Regions from separate parts of the Canis lupus genome. Here region 1 is linked to region 2. Evidence: chromatin contacts called from public Hi-C data. All regions are on one chromosome and are shown on one strand. The core of a region is the stretch at or near the end of the contact, and the rest is flanking DNA. Distances in the headings are between cores, read along the strand shown. Region 1 holds the start of ABRAXAS1 (BRCA1-A complex subunit Abraxas 1). Region 2 has its middle 72 kb from the start of GPAT3.

What was found. Hi-C and Micro-C count contacts between places; a contact is called where the count stands out from the background.
Region 1: a Hi-C map of blood shows a contact between it and region 2, with 6 times the contacts expected there. The contact joins the promoter of ABRAXAS1 here to the enhancer-like site in region 2. A contact is called at or near these places in 4 of 9 Hi-C or Micro-C datasets (amygdala, blood and liver).

The regions. Positions count from the first base shown.
Region 1 is chr32:32,680,116-32,686,617 of UU_Cfam_GSD_1.0, reverse strand. It overlaps ABRAXAS1 (BRCA1-A complex subunit Abraxas 1), which reads right to left and starts at 2,816. Exons shown (of 9, transcript XM_038582250.1): 1 at 2,663-2,816; 2 at 238-328. The coding sequence starts at 2,749.
Region 2 is chr32:32,570,141-32,576,391 of UU_Cfam_GSD_1.0, reverse strand. No RefSeq gene overlaps it. Among named protein-coding and RNA genes, the nearest start is that of GPAT3, 72 kb to the left of the region's middle. Within about 2 kb of position 4,706, at least 1 of the 20 cell types and tissues checked has an H3K27ac peak or open chromatin away from gene starts, as enhancers often do. A contact at or near this core is called in blood, where this site is marked.

The DNA.
Region 1 (6,502 bases), core at 1,567-4,066, 110 kb before region 2:
TTAAATATGAGCAGGAGCTATTCCATCCTTGTTTCCCCACAGTAGTCTTATTTGCATCCTATGTCCCACACTCTTGCTTTAGCAGTCCACAGCCATAATTTTCATTGAGAAATGAATGCAGTAAGATCTGCTTTAAAATGTTTTATTTATTTTTTAAAGCAACTTAAAAACTAATTTATGCTGATCCCATTCAGCATAAACTACCAAATATAAGAGACACAGAAACAAATGACTCACCAATTGTATAAATAACTTCAACATCATCCATTTGGGAATCAGTAATACTATTCTTGGCTTCACCTTTCACTTCCCCAAGAAGAAAACCTTCCTATAAGGATAAAAATAAGCAGTATATAGAATACCGTGATTGACTTACTACTCACTTAACTAACCAATACTTCCCAAGTGTTTCACAATGTACACAAAGTGTGTGCTACAGCTCCAGGTCTGTAAAGGACCAGGTGCACTTCCAGTGTAATTGGGAAACATGAACAGTAGAGAGACTGCAAATAAAATAATAAAATGAGAAGAGATTGTAAATACCATGATTTTACCACACCTGTAACACTAAAGGCTTAAAGCCAGGAATGAGCATACAATGTTTGAAGAAGGAGGAGCAGAGCAGTTTGCCTTGAACAGAGAAGGCTCTCTTTTCTGGGTAATGAAATCATAAATAGGAGTAGCGCCAATAACGGGACATCCCAAGTAACTAGTCAAGGACTCTGGATTACTGGCATGTGCTTCTTCTAGCAGCCAGTAGATGCTTCTGAGCTATTAAGTAACACAATGATTAGTGTTTTTAGATAAAAAATTGTACAAAAATTCAGTCTGATTTCTAAAAGGGGAGCTGTTGAGCCCTGTTTGTTTTAAAAATGCAGGGATCCCTGGGTGGTGCAGCGGTTTAGCGCCTGCCTTTGGCTCAGGGCGCGATCCTGGAGATCCGGGATTGAATCCCACGTCGGGCTCCCGGTGCATGGAGCCTGCTTCTCCCTCTGCCTATGTCTCTGCCTCTCTCTCTCTCTGTGACCATCATAAATAAATTAAAAAATTAAAAAAAAAATAAAAAAAAATGCAGATATTTGCCACAACAGTAATTTTTCAAATATTTTACTTGACACATTTAAAGACTCAATATGCTTAAGAGACGATAAAGGTTTTAACTTCTTTATGAGTAGTTAAAAATGCTGCCCCCCACCCACCATCATTTAACTGTTGTGGTTAAAAAACCACAAACAGAATGCTTCAATAATGTGAGTCTTTCCTAGAATCTCGGGGGAAAAATCCAGAACTCTATATAGTTCAGTGTTCTAGACAAACCCTGGGAAAGGAAAGCAGGGTCAATGCAAGTACAGCAACCCGGAAAACCACCTTTTAAAGATGTAAGAAATAAGGGCCTTTCTAATTCCATGGTACTTCTCAAGGGCTAATATTTTAAGCTACAGAGACTAAGGATCCATTCTGTTTATATTCGCAGTAAGATATTCCAAAATAATTTCCACAGCGCCACATTTTAAATCGCCATGTATTTGCTGTTAGCTAGGTGTTACTTTACAAGGTTATTTAAAATTGTAGACATGGGGGTTTCCTGGGTGGCTCGGCGGTTTAGCGCCGCCTTGGGCCCAGGGCGTGATCCTGGAGACCCGGGATCGAGTCCCACGTCGGGCTCCTGCCTCTCTCTGTGTCTCTCATGAATAAATAGATAAAATCTTAAAAAAATAAAATAAAATAAAATTGCAGACATGAAAGATATCAATTCCAACCTTATCAGGATTGTGCCAAAAAGCAATTCTGGATAAAACAGACCCTGTAAAGTGAAGGGCACAATCATCTTACAGAAATTAGAAGGCTTTGTTCAGTATGGTATTTTCTAAACTGTACTAGCACACTAAGCACTTAAACAGAACACACTACTTCTCAGGCTCAAAGTTTTATAGTATTTCTCTGACTTCCTAAAAGTTTTTTTTTTTTTTTTTTTTTTTTTTAAGACGTGTACTGTATTTACACTACCACTTCACCCGGAGATTTTGAACGTGGCAGAAGCAGAAGAGTGACTGATATTTGAGGATAAACTGAAGTATTTTAATGATAACTGAAGGCATCAGAGGCCTCACAATCCCATGAATCGGAAACCGCCGCAAGCGGAGTCAGGCATCTGCTCTGCCAAGTCCAGACTCTCTCGCCCACGAAGGTCTGGAAAACCGCCGCTGACTGGACGCACCTTGTTCGATCGCTCCCTAGCCCAGCACTTCCACAGACACGCACAGCCGCCGCCGCGCACGAGAAAACCCGGCGGTCCTGGAAAGCTACCGCCGGTCGTCAGAAACGGAAAGTTAACCGGCACCTTCCTAGCGGAGTTGGGAGAAGGCTCTGCGGACTCGCCATCCTTCCACGACCAACTTTCACCACAGAAAAAGGGGGCTGCTGGGAGAGAGAAACGGCGGCAGGCGGGACACTGCGTCGGGGGGGATTAAACGCCGGGGAGGAGGAGGAGGAGGAGGAGGAGGAGGAGGGAGCGCCCGTCCGGGACAGCCCGGGAGCGGAGGGGGCGGAGCGCCAGGGCAGAGAGCTCGTGGGCGCGGCCCGGGCAACGGCCGCTGGGGGGGCGCCCGCGCGCCGGTCTCTTCCGGGGCGACGCCGCAGCCCGCCTCGCCCGTCGGCTCACCGTGTCCGAGTCGGTGTTGAGGTGCTGGAACGCGAGCGCGCCGAGCACAAAGCCGGACAGCACCGCCGACGTGCTCTCGCCCTCCATGCTTCCGCGAGCGCAGCGCCGGGCAGGGGCGGAGGCGGGGCACGCCCGGCCGGGTCCTTCGGCGTCGCGGCGGCGAGGCGGGGCCGAGCGAGGGGGCGGGGCCTGCGCCGGCGCACTGGACGCCGCGCCCGCCGCCGAGGGGGCGGGGCCGGGGGGGCGGGGCCGGGGGGGCGTGGGCGCCCTCTGCTGGTGGGGGCGGCCCTGGGTGACCTGGGCAGGGCGCTTTGAGTCCCTAAAGGCCGCTGGGTGTCGGGGACGCCTGTGCAGACCACGGCCGCACGCGTTTGGGTGGCCCGCTGCTGCTGAGCCATCGCGGCACAGACGCAGATTGTAGATGGAGCAATGCTGACGGAAGCATTGCTTGTATCATGGGAAATGCCGTGTTTATGGTGTCAAAGTGCATGATACTGCCTTCTGCTCATTGAAACTTCTAGAATACTAGTACCCTTTCAGAAATCGTCTCTTCTAGAACCCTTCAGTGATGCTCCATCCCGTGGGGGTGGGTTGGGGCGATTTGGGTTTCCTTGAAGGTTTGCTAAGTTTTAGAAAACTAAGGACCCTGAGTGATTTAAGGAATACACTGATGATAAGCATTGTTCTCACATTAAATGGTATGTAAGCCACGCTGGGTTGGGTCATTTGATATCAATGGTAAGGGCAGTGGGATGACCAGGGCTTGACAATATTCCACCCACAAATACGCAAAGCTTAAATGATTAAAAGTCAGCAAAAATATCAGACTACTGAATCGAGTTAGCATTGCACATTTCTGGGTTTTGTTGTGTGACAGCCGTGTTTGGCTGAGGAACACCTTGAAAACAGATTTATAGAATTTGGGGTTTATTACCTAAAATTATCTTGCCTCCCCCCCTTTTTTTTAAAGCAAAATTACCGTTTATGAAAAGGTTTTTCAATTAATTTCTGTTTTAGGAATGGTAATGATCTTAAGTATTAAAAAATAAAATGTAACACTGTTCCAAAAGACCAGAAATAAACCCTGAATATAAAGTCAAATAATTTTCAACAAGGTTGCCAAGATCGTTCATTAGGGAAAGGACAGTGTTTTCAACAAATATAAAAGAATAAATATAGGTGCCTTCTACACTACAGATAGCAATTAGCTCATAGTGGATCAAAGATGTCAACATTTAGACCTGAAACTATGAATTCTTAGAAGAAAACAGGGGGAAAACTTAATGGCATTGGATTTAGCAAAGATGTCTTAGGATGACACCAAAGGCACAGACACCAAAGTAAAAAGTATACAAATTGTACTTCACCAATTAAAATATTTGTCTGTCAAAGGATACTATCAAGAGAGTGAAAAGGCAGCCTACAGAATTGGAGAAATATCTGTAAACCAAGTATCTGGTAAGAGATTAATGTCCTGAATATATATATATATATATATATATATAATACATATAATAATATATATTATATATAAATAATAATTATGTAATATAATATATAATTATAATTATATAATTATAGCTATATAATATAAAATATTATAATATATTATAATTATATATTAATATTATTATAATGATATATTGTATATTATTATAATAATATATATAATATAATATATATTACAGTTCAACAACAGTACAACTCAATTAAAAAAGGAACAAAGAACCTGAATAGACATTTCTCCGAATAAGATACACAGATGGCCAATAAGCACATAAAAAGATAATCATCATTAGGGAAATAAATCAAAACCACAATGAGATACTACTTCATATGCATCAGGATGGCAATGGTATAATAAAAAATATATTTGGTCTTTGTCCCTGCATCCAGGAATAGTGCTCCTAAAACTCATGGAGTTCCCAGTGTGATAGAAGCATCTTTTTGCTAATGTGACTCTTAGGGTGCAAGAGCTAGGTAATGCAAGGAGGGGAGCTAGTTGCCTGAAAGACCAAACCTTGGTTAGATTGGAACTTTTAGCTCCACTCCTGACTTCTTAGGTGAGAGGCGCTGGAGCTTAAGTTTAATTACCAATGGCCAATAATTCAATCATGCCTAAGTAATGAAACCTCCATTACAACTCCTTAAGAATAGGATTTCACTGGTAGCCTGAGTGGCTCAGTGGTTTAGCGCCACCTTCAGCCCAGGGCCTGATCCTGGAATCCCAGGACGGAGTCCCACCTGGAGCTCCCTGCACAGAACCTGCTTCTCTCTGCCTCTTTCTCTCTCTCTTGCTTGCTTGCTTATGAATAAATAATCTTTTTTTTTAAAGGGATTTCCCTGAGCAAAAGCAAGCAAATATCTAGGCAGCCTTATAAAATTTGTCTCAGCTTCCTCTTATAGGTCTTTCAGGAACTAATGTAACAAATTAGTTAACAAGGAAATGGGGAAAGGCAGAGAGGAGAGTCAAAAAACTCTCCCAGTAAAGTGGAAGTCTTTAGATGGTTATTAAGAAATGACATGAATAGAGCATCTGGGTGTCTCAGTTGGTTAAGCATCTGCCTTTAGTTCAGATCATGATCCTGACATCCTGGGATTGAGTTCCCTCTTGGGCTCCCTGCTCCATGGGGAGTCTGCTTCTCCCTCTCCTTCTCTCTCTTGTTCTCTCAAATAAATAACATTTTTTAAAAATGAAAGAAATAAGACATTGATGGGGTTAAAAAAGTTTTTAATATAGCACTGTTGAAGATTGGGTGGACCAAATGAACCCCTTTCTAGTTCCCCAACATTAAAATACCCCCAAACAAGTTTGCTCTATTTACCCCAGTTTGGAGAAATTTAAAAAGCTGGAAACCAAAGAGAAATCTGGCCTGGAATCACCTGGGGCAATAGTCAGGTAGATGAACCAAGATGAAAATTGGCACACGGGCCAGAGTCCCTTGGCTTGGGACCCAAAGCTTAACACTCAGGAATGGGTAAATGGTGGGAGGATGAAGAAAAGAATTATCAGACATTCCTGGACACAGGAGACACATGCATTGTGGTACCGACACCTGTTGGTAAAACCCTAATGTGGGCTGCAATTAGATTGAAAGAATATAGAAATGTGAGAATTGATAGGATTAAGGTAAAAGTTTGAGTGAAAATTGTAATATTTCAACAGGCTTTATGTGAAGAGGTTGTGTCTCCTTTATCTGAATGTTTTATGGGAAAAGATACTGTTAAAAACAAGACAACAGGCCTAAAGTGGAGTCATTTCTGCAAAGCCCCTTGCCCAAACTGAAACTTAACTTAGTTTCTGCTCTCCCAGAGATGGAATCTTTTTTTTTTTTTTTCCCAGAGATGGAATCTTAAACTAATTAGCACTGGTTAGGCAATTTGCCTGATAGACCTCTGCTATACCGAAAGGAAGGCAGCCTTGCAATAACTAACCTACTTTTTTTTGTCTAGTATAACTTCCTTGTTTCTGCTTCCTTCTGCCAGAAAAGTCTTTCATTCTGGGGACTCCTGGATGGCTGAGTGGGTTAAGCGTCTGACTCTTGGTTTTGGCTAAGGTTATGATCTGGGAGTCCTGGGATCAAGCTCCACTGAGCCTTTGTGCTCAGTGCAGACGGAGTCTGCTGGAGGTTCTCTCTCTCCCTTTGCTCCTCCCCTGATCTCACGCTTCTCTCTCAAATAAATAAAATTAAAAAAAAAAAACTATTTCATTTTGTACAGCTCCCCAGAACTCTTTTCTATCTGCTAGATTAGATGCTGCCTGATTTATGAATTGCTGAATAAAGCCAATAAGATCTTTAAAATTTACTCAGTTGAATTTTGTTTTGTAACAACATTATA
Region 2 (6,251 bases), core at 3,457-5,956:
GGTGGGCAAAGTTTATTGAGTGATAGTATAAAGCTGCCAGAGAGGGAGGGGCCCCAAGAAGGTTGCCCTCAGAGTTCCTAAGTTTAGTGCTTTTTGTGAGCTCTTTTGTGGAACGGTCTTCTCCAACTAGGGTGGGCTGAGTCACGTTAGTCAGGACTTCAGTAGCTGTCTACCTATTAGGTTAATGTCAACATGCTGATGGTCTTTTTCCTGACATCTGGGGGCTTATGTCTTAACTGCCCCTTGCCTGTGATAGTGACAAAAGCTTTGTGGTTATTTGCCTTGTTTTGGGACTTTTTACAGAAGTCATTTCTGCAAAGGCTGAGAAGCAAAATGCTAGTGCAGTCTTATCTAAGCTGCAAAGCAGTATATTAGTGTGGTTTTATTTTATCTGTCTTGACTCCGTATTTTCTTGTTGGGGACCCTGGTCATGATTACCTGATTGTCCAACTAACTCCTAACATTACTATGAACCCAATTGAAGTCTGGCATTACTTGGATGCAGTGGGTAAATGTTATCCTTCTCTTTCCCATAGTCTTCCCTGCCACTTTCCCTGCCACGGAAGTTGGCATGTGCCCCCCAGGCTGGTGAGTTAGAGGATTTCTTCTGGTCTGAGGGTGGACGTATGACACAAGAGTGTCAAGCAGACACTTTTTGAAAGAGAGACAGGTTCTTTTCTTCTGAGATTGTAGGTGGAAAGAACTACCCAGATCTAGAGATCCTGAGGGTCATCTTTGTTGTCACATGGAAAGTATCTCCCGAGAATGAAGTCGACACAGAGGAAGGCAGACAGAAAAAGAGAGATCCATTCAGATGATATAGTTTGATACCTTTCATCTAACAATGCCTGAAGTTAGAAAACTGATTTTCCAGATACAAAAGTTGATAAGATCTCCTCCTCCGTTTAAGCTAGAGTAGGTTCGCATTTAGTCACTTAAGTTTATAGCTTTAGTGTGTTGCAAATGAAACAACTCTAAAACAAATGGTTTTATAAATAGACACATGTAATACATATCTGTATACATACACATGTGTATACACACGCGCGCATCACACACACACGCACTTTTCCTTTTTTAGCTAAGGAATCCCCCTTTGAATTCTAAAATATAGTCCATAAAACATAATATTGAATCAGGGATGGGTTTCCAAAGACCAGAGCCTCATTCACTTGGTTGCCCTTTGCCTTCATCAATGCTTTCCACCCCATGAAACCCTAAGGCTCTCCTGGACAAAAATTAAAGCACAGCTATAATGCGACGAACATGCAATTTTAAGGAATTTTCTTCCCTCAATTGTGGACCTAATTTTAATGATTTAAAAACAAAATATGTACAAGAGACCTTGTTGAACATTTACAGCATCTAAATGTCTCCCTCAGAGTAGTTTTTCAGACAGCATCAATTACTAAACTAAATTAAATATTAACGTAATTAAACTTGAGTCTAACTGAGACGGGTCATTGTGCGTAGGGGTTTCTGGAAGCTTCCTGCTCAGTGCAGAATTCCCATCTGAGGCAGAGAAGCCGGTGTGGGCTGTTTCTGCAGACAATGGAGCTTGCAGAGTTACAGATTCTTCCAGCAGCTGTAGAGCACAGAATCTCTGCTCAGTGCTAGGGCAAATAGCCAGGCAGTCTGAAGCAAGGCCCAGTTACTGCAAACTCCTAGGAACTGGAGGAATAGTTTCCAGAAGTCTCCGTCCACCATTTTAGTGTGAGATGGGGGAAAAAAGCATTTGAAGTCCTGAGTATTTCTCATTGTTAATCTATACCTGATTCTACTCTCTGTAGTCAGAGAGAAGTCCCTACATTCAAAACTAGACACTTCTTTGTGTCAAGAGTTGTAGGGAGGTAAATTTCATCAGCCAACACACCACTCCAACAGCTGAACATAAAAGGGATAATTTAACAGACTCTCCAAGGGATTTATCAATATTGGGAATTCGAGGTCCTACAATGCTTTCTTCTACTTTTAGGGGGAGCATGAGAAGGCAGGTCACCGGTGTGTTTTTCTGAAGACACACACCTACTGTAGGAGAGAAAACTGCTTTACAGAAAAACAACTCTCACAATCTCCGAATGTATAAACCATGGCAGCATTTGAGAAAAAAAAACAAAAACAAAAATCAATATAAGAAGTAACCCATCTTCTCATCATGGCTGGGAACCTTAGCATTTTGGTTGTTTCTTTGACCTGTTTTCTATCTTCTCTTTTCTTCTATTTATAGTGTGACTCCTTTAGCGCTTGTCTGGCTTTGGTTGCCTATGCCCGGTTCATTTTTGGTTTGCTATTTTTAATATGCTGTTGAGGTAGTTTTGGATCAAAATCATGTATCTTGGCAGCACAAATCATTCAGCTAACAAAGGCATAGTAATCACTGAAGTGATGACCAAATCAGGTTTTTTTTTTTTTTTTTATGTGTCCAATTTTTTTTAAAGCATTTCCAAGTGGATATATGAATTTGTATGAGATTTGCTTCGGAGAAAAAAGCATATATTTCCTAGTACTGACCTCATTTCCTTCTAAAGTGGTCTCATCAAATAATTGCTTACATCATTAGAAGAAAATTCATAGACATAAGCCAAAGTCTGAGGCCAGAAGTTTAACTTCATCTTCTATTAAGAAAGTAAATAATGTCATATTAGCAGTCTTTTTTTCTTTTTTTTCATAATGGGAAATTGCTACATGGCCATAGGTTTTAAATTTCTTCCTTTTCTCTACTTTTCCTAATAAATTCCAATTCAGGGGATTTTGTTCTGCTATTGTCATGTCATATTTATGGATGAAATTAAGAAAGTGGTTCTTCTGGCAACAGTTCAAAATCCTTTGAAAATGAATCATTTGTACAGTAGCTCAACTTTCTGAGCAAAAACTTTAGGGACGTTCATTCATTCATTCATTCATTCATTCTTCCATTCATTCCATGGTCACTGAAGTAGAATCTTTCCTGACATCCCTCTGACTGGGCAAGAATGTTATCTTTCCATGTTGGGTGCCTCACCTGGCTGGTTGTCTGTTTCTGTGACCCTGGGGCAAGAGCTAAGGTTGTCTGCAGATCTTTTGGGTCTCTGGCTCCGTGTCTCCAGGCTCTTGAGGTGGGAGGGGCCATGACAGGTGGGAAGAGTCCTGACAGTGAGTCGGGCTTTTGAGCCCTGACTCCTGAGATTGCTACAGGTATCCCTCATAGAGGGACTGCATGTGGTCCCTGCTGTGTGGGCAGATCTGTAGCTGCCCAGTGGTTGGTGTTTTAAGAATTCTGATTTCAAATAAGGGTGAGGGGGATTGTGGTTCTCTGGATATTCCCCAGTGTTGGGATTTTTACACATAATTAAATTGTTCCTTTAAAATATCTCTCTTAATTCTTCTTTGTCATCATCATTCAAGCAGCATTCAGACCTTTCCAATCTCTTGCTAGATTACAGAAGTTTTAGAACTAAACTTCTCCAAGTCTGAAGCCACCCTCACATTGAGCTTCCTCCAAGCTCCCTTTCATCATGCCATAGTTCCTTTTTAGATACCAAATGAAGTCCAAATCTTAAGCCTGAAATTCTAGGCTCTCCACAATCTAATTCCAAGTTGCTAAAACTCTTATTATTCCCTTTCCTCTAGGCATGTGTGCATACTTGATGTTTCCAAAACACCCTGTGGCAGAGACTATTTATTATCTCCAAATTCATTCTCTTCCTTATTCTTAGTCATGAACCCCACTTTTATTTAAGATATCAGCATATCCAGTGGAAAACTGTGTTCTCTACGCTCTGTTGCAACCATGCATAGTTATGGGACTAGTTTCTTGTCAGAAGAACATGAATCCAAGTACTTCTGGGAGGTATCTGTACAAAATATTTTTTCTTTCTAGCTGGTTGGTTTGGGGTGCAATGAGTGAAGCTCCGGTAGCCATTTTGGACCTTGAGGACAATGACCATACTCCAGGCAGGCAGATCAGAGATCTGAAAGGAGTCTAGGTCCCAGTGACTTTGTGGATCTATCTCATCAGCTCTACCTCCAATGTTATTTGAGTCATTATTTTGTTCTCTTAGTACATGAAGCTGAAACTAATCCCAACTGATACACATACTTCATGGAGGAGGTTATATCGAGGTGGTCCTTGAGGGAAGAATAGGATTTAGACAGGCAAGAAACATCACAGGCAAGAGAAACATAACATAAATGCCTATTAAATTCACATTGTACTTTACAGCTTATAAAGTGCATTCATATCCACTATTTTGTGTTCATTATAACAACTGGGTATGTTATAGGCAAATATTATCCCCATTTTACAGATAAAACTATGGAATCAAAAGTTGAACAAATGATTAAATGGAAAGAACATTGGATATGTAATCAGAAAATCTGGGTTTAAGTTTCTTTTTGTGATGGACAGACTTTAGGGTGGACCCACGATTCTTTTCCTGGTGTTCCTGTTTTTGTAATTTCCTCCTTTTGGGTGTACGTGGACTTGTGACTTCCTTCTAACGAGTAGAATGTAACAAAGATGATGAGATGTTACATCCCATTACATTATATATCACTTGGTCTTGCTGGCTTACTCACTCTGGAGTCTTTCTCTCTTTACTGCTGACCTTGAAGTAGGAAGTTGTCATGAATCCTATAGCTACAAGGGACCACATGCTGCCAAGAACCATGTGAGTGGGAAAGAGGATCCTTCTCTAGTTAAGCCTCCAGATGAGACCTCAGCCTAGGCTCATACCTTGACTGCACAGCCTGGTAAGACTGTAGTAGCTTGCGAGGCCAGCTAACCCACGTCCAGACTCCTGACTCATAGTAACTGTCAGAAAACAAACTGTGTTGCTTTAAACTGCTGAGTTTATGGTAGTGTGTCATGCAGAAATAGATAGCTAATATACTTATCTACTAGTTGTGCAGCCTTCAGGTGATTATGTAACCACTCAGTCATGGCAGAGATGATTAACTGTTCATTGTTAAGTTATACTTTCTCTTCCACAGAATAACACTGTCACTGAGAAGTGGCTGGTCAGTAGGGACTACATTTCTCAGGCCCCCTTGCATATAGGTAGAACCAAAAACTGGTTCTCACCAATACAATGCAAATGGAAGTCATTGATCACTGCCAGGCTGAGGTTGTTAGAAGTGGATGTGCTTTCTCCACTCTTTCTTTGCCTGCCAGCTGGAGGCAAACAACTGTGAGGCCCTAGGGCTTGGTGAAGCCACAGTCAGAAGGAGCCTGGGCTCTTCAAGCACCTCAGGCAAGAAAGTTACTCAGTGGCCAGGAATACCTGCATCACCTTGTTATGTGAATGCAAAATAAACCTTACTGTGTTAAGCCACTGACTTTTCCCAATTTATTTATTGTAGCACTACTTTCCCCCAAGTACAGTTTCAATGTTCTTCTCTGTAAAATGGAGATACAGTTGTGACTGAATGAAATAATCTATTTGAAACACTTACTAAATTGTAAAATATATTTTTAAAAGATTTTATTTATTTATTTGAGAGAGAGAGAGGATGTGTGTGTGTTTGAGAGAGAGAGAGAGAGAGAGCAGGAGCAGGGGAGAGATGTAGAGGGAGAAGCAGACTCCCCCCTGAGCAGGGGACCTGATGTGGGACTCGATCCCAGGACCCCAGGATCATGACCTGAGCCAAAGGCAGATGCTTAACTGAGCCACCCTGGCCCCCTAAACTGTAAAATATTATGTTAACACAAGGTGTTCATAGTATCTTTACAAAAGCCCTAATATGTAAATAAGGAGGGAATTAGTTCCTTATTTATTTTAGAGGGGATAAAATGAAAATGTGGCAATAAGACCTGTTTGAGGTCACTCTGTGAATTAGTGATGGGGTGGAGGGTGAGGACTAGAACTTTCAATCTTCTGTCTAAAAGTCTTCTGTAACTTCACATCAAGTGTTCAGAGGTTTGGAAGGTGTGCAAATCCGGGGAGGTTGCAGGAAGACATATTTCTTTAAACATGAGCAGAGTAAGTGCAGTGATTTCAAGGCTGTCCCTGTGGGGTTGAATCCAATGCAATCCCCTCTGCAGAGGTTGCATATTTGGGTGTCAGTACCTTGAAAAGAAACATAGCTATACCTTACGTATGTTTTAGTTAAATTAAAATATTAATGTGTATTTATTTTGAGGTGATGGTTGAAATACCTTCCTTGTGTGTAATGGAATTTTCATCTTTTGGCAACGGTGAAGACAGCTCATTTAGCTACATATGTTGTCAGTGAAATTTCCCACATGCTTACACGAAACATTTGTCTTCTCC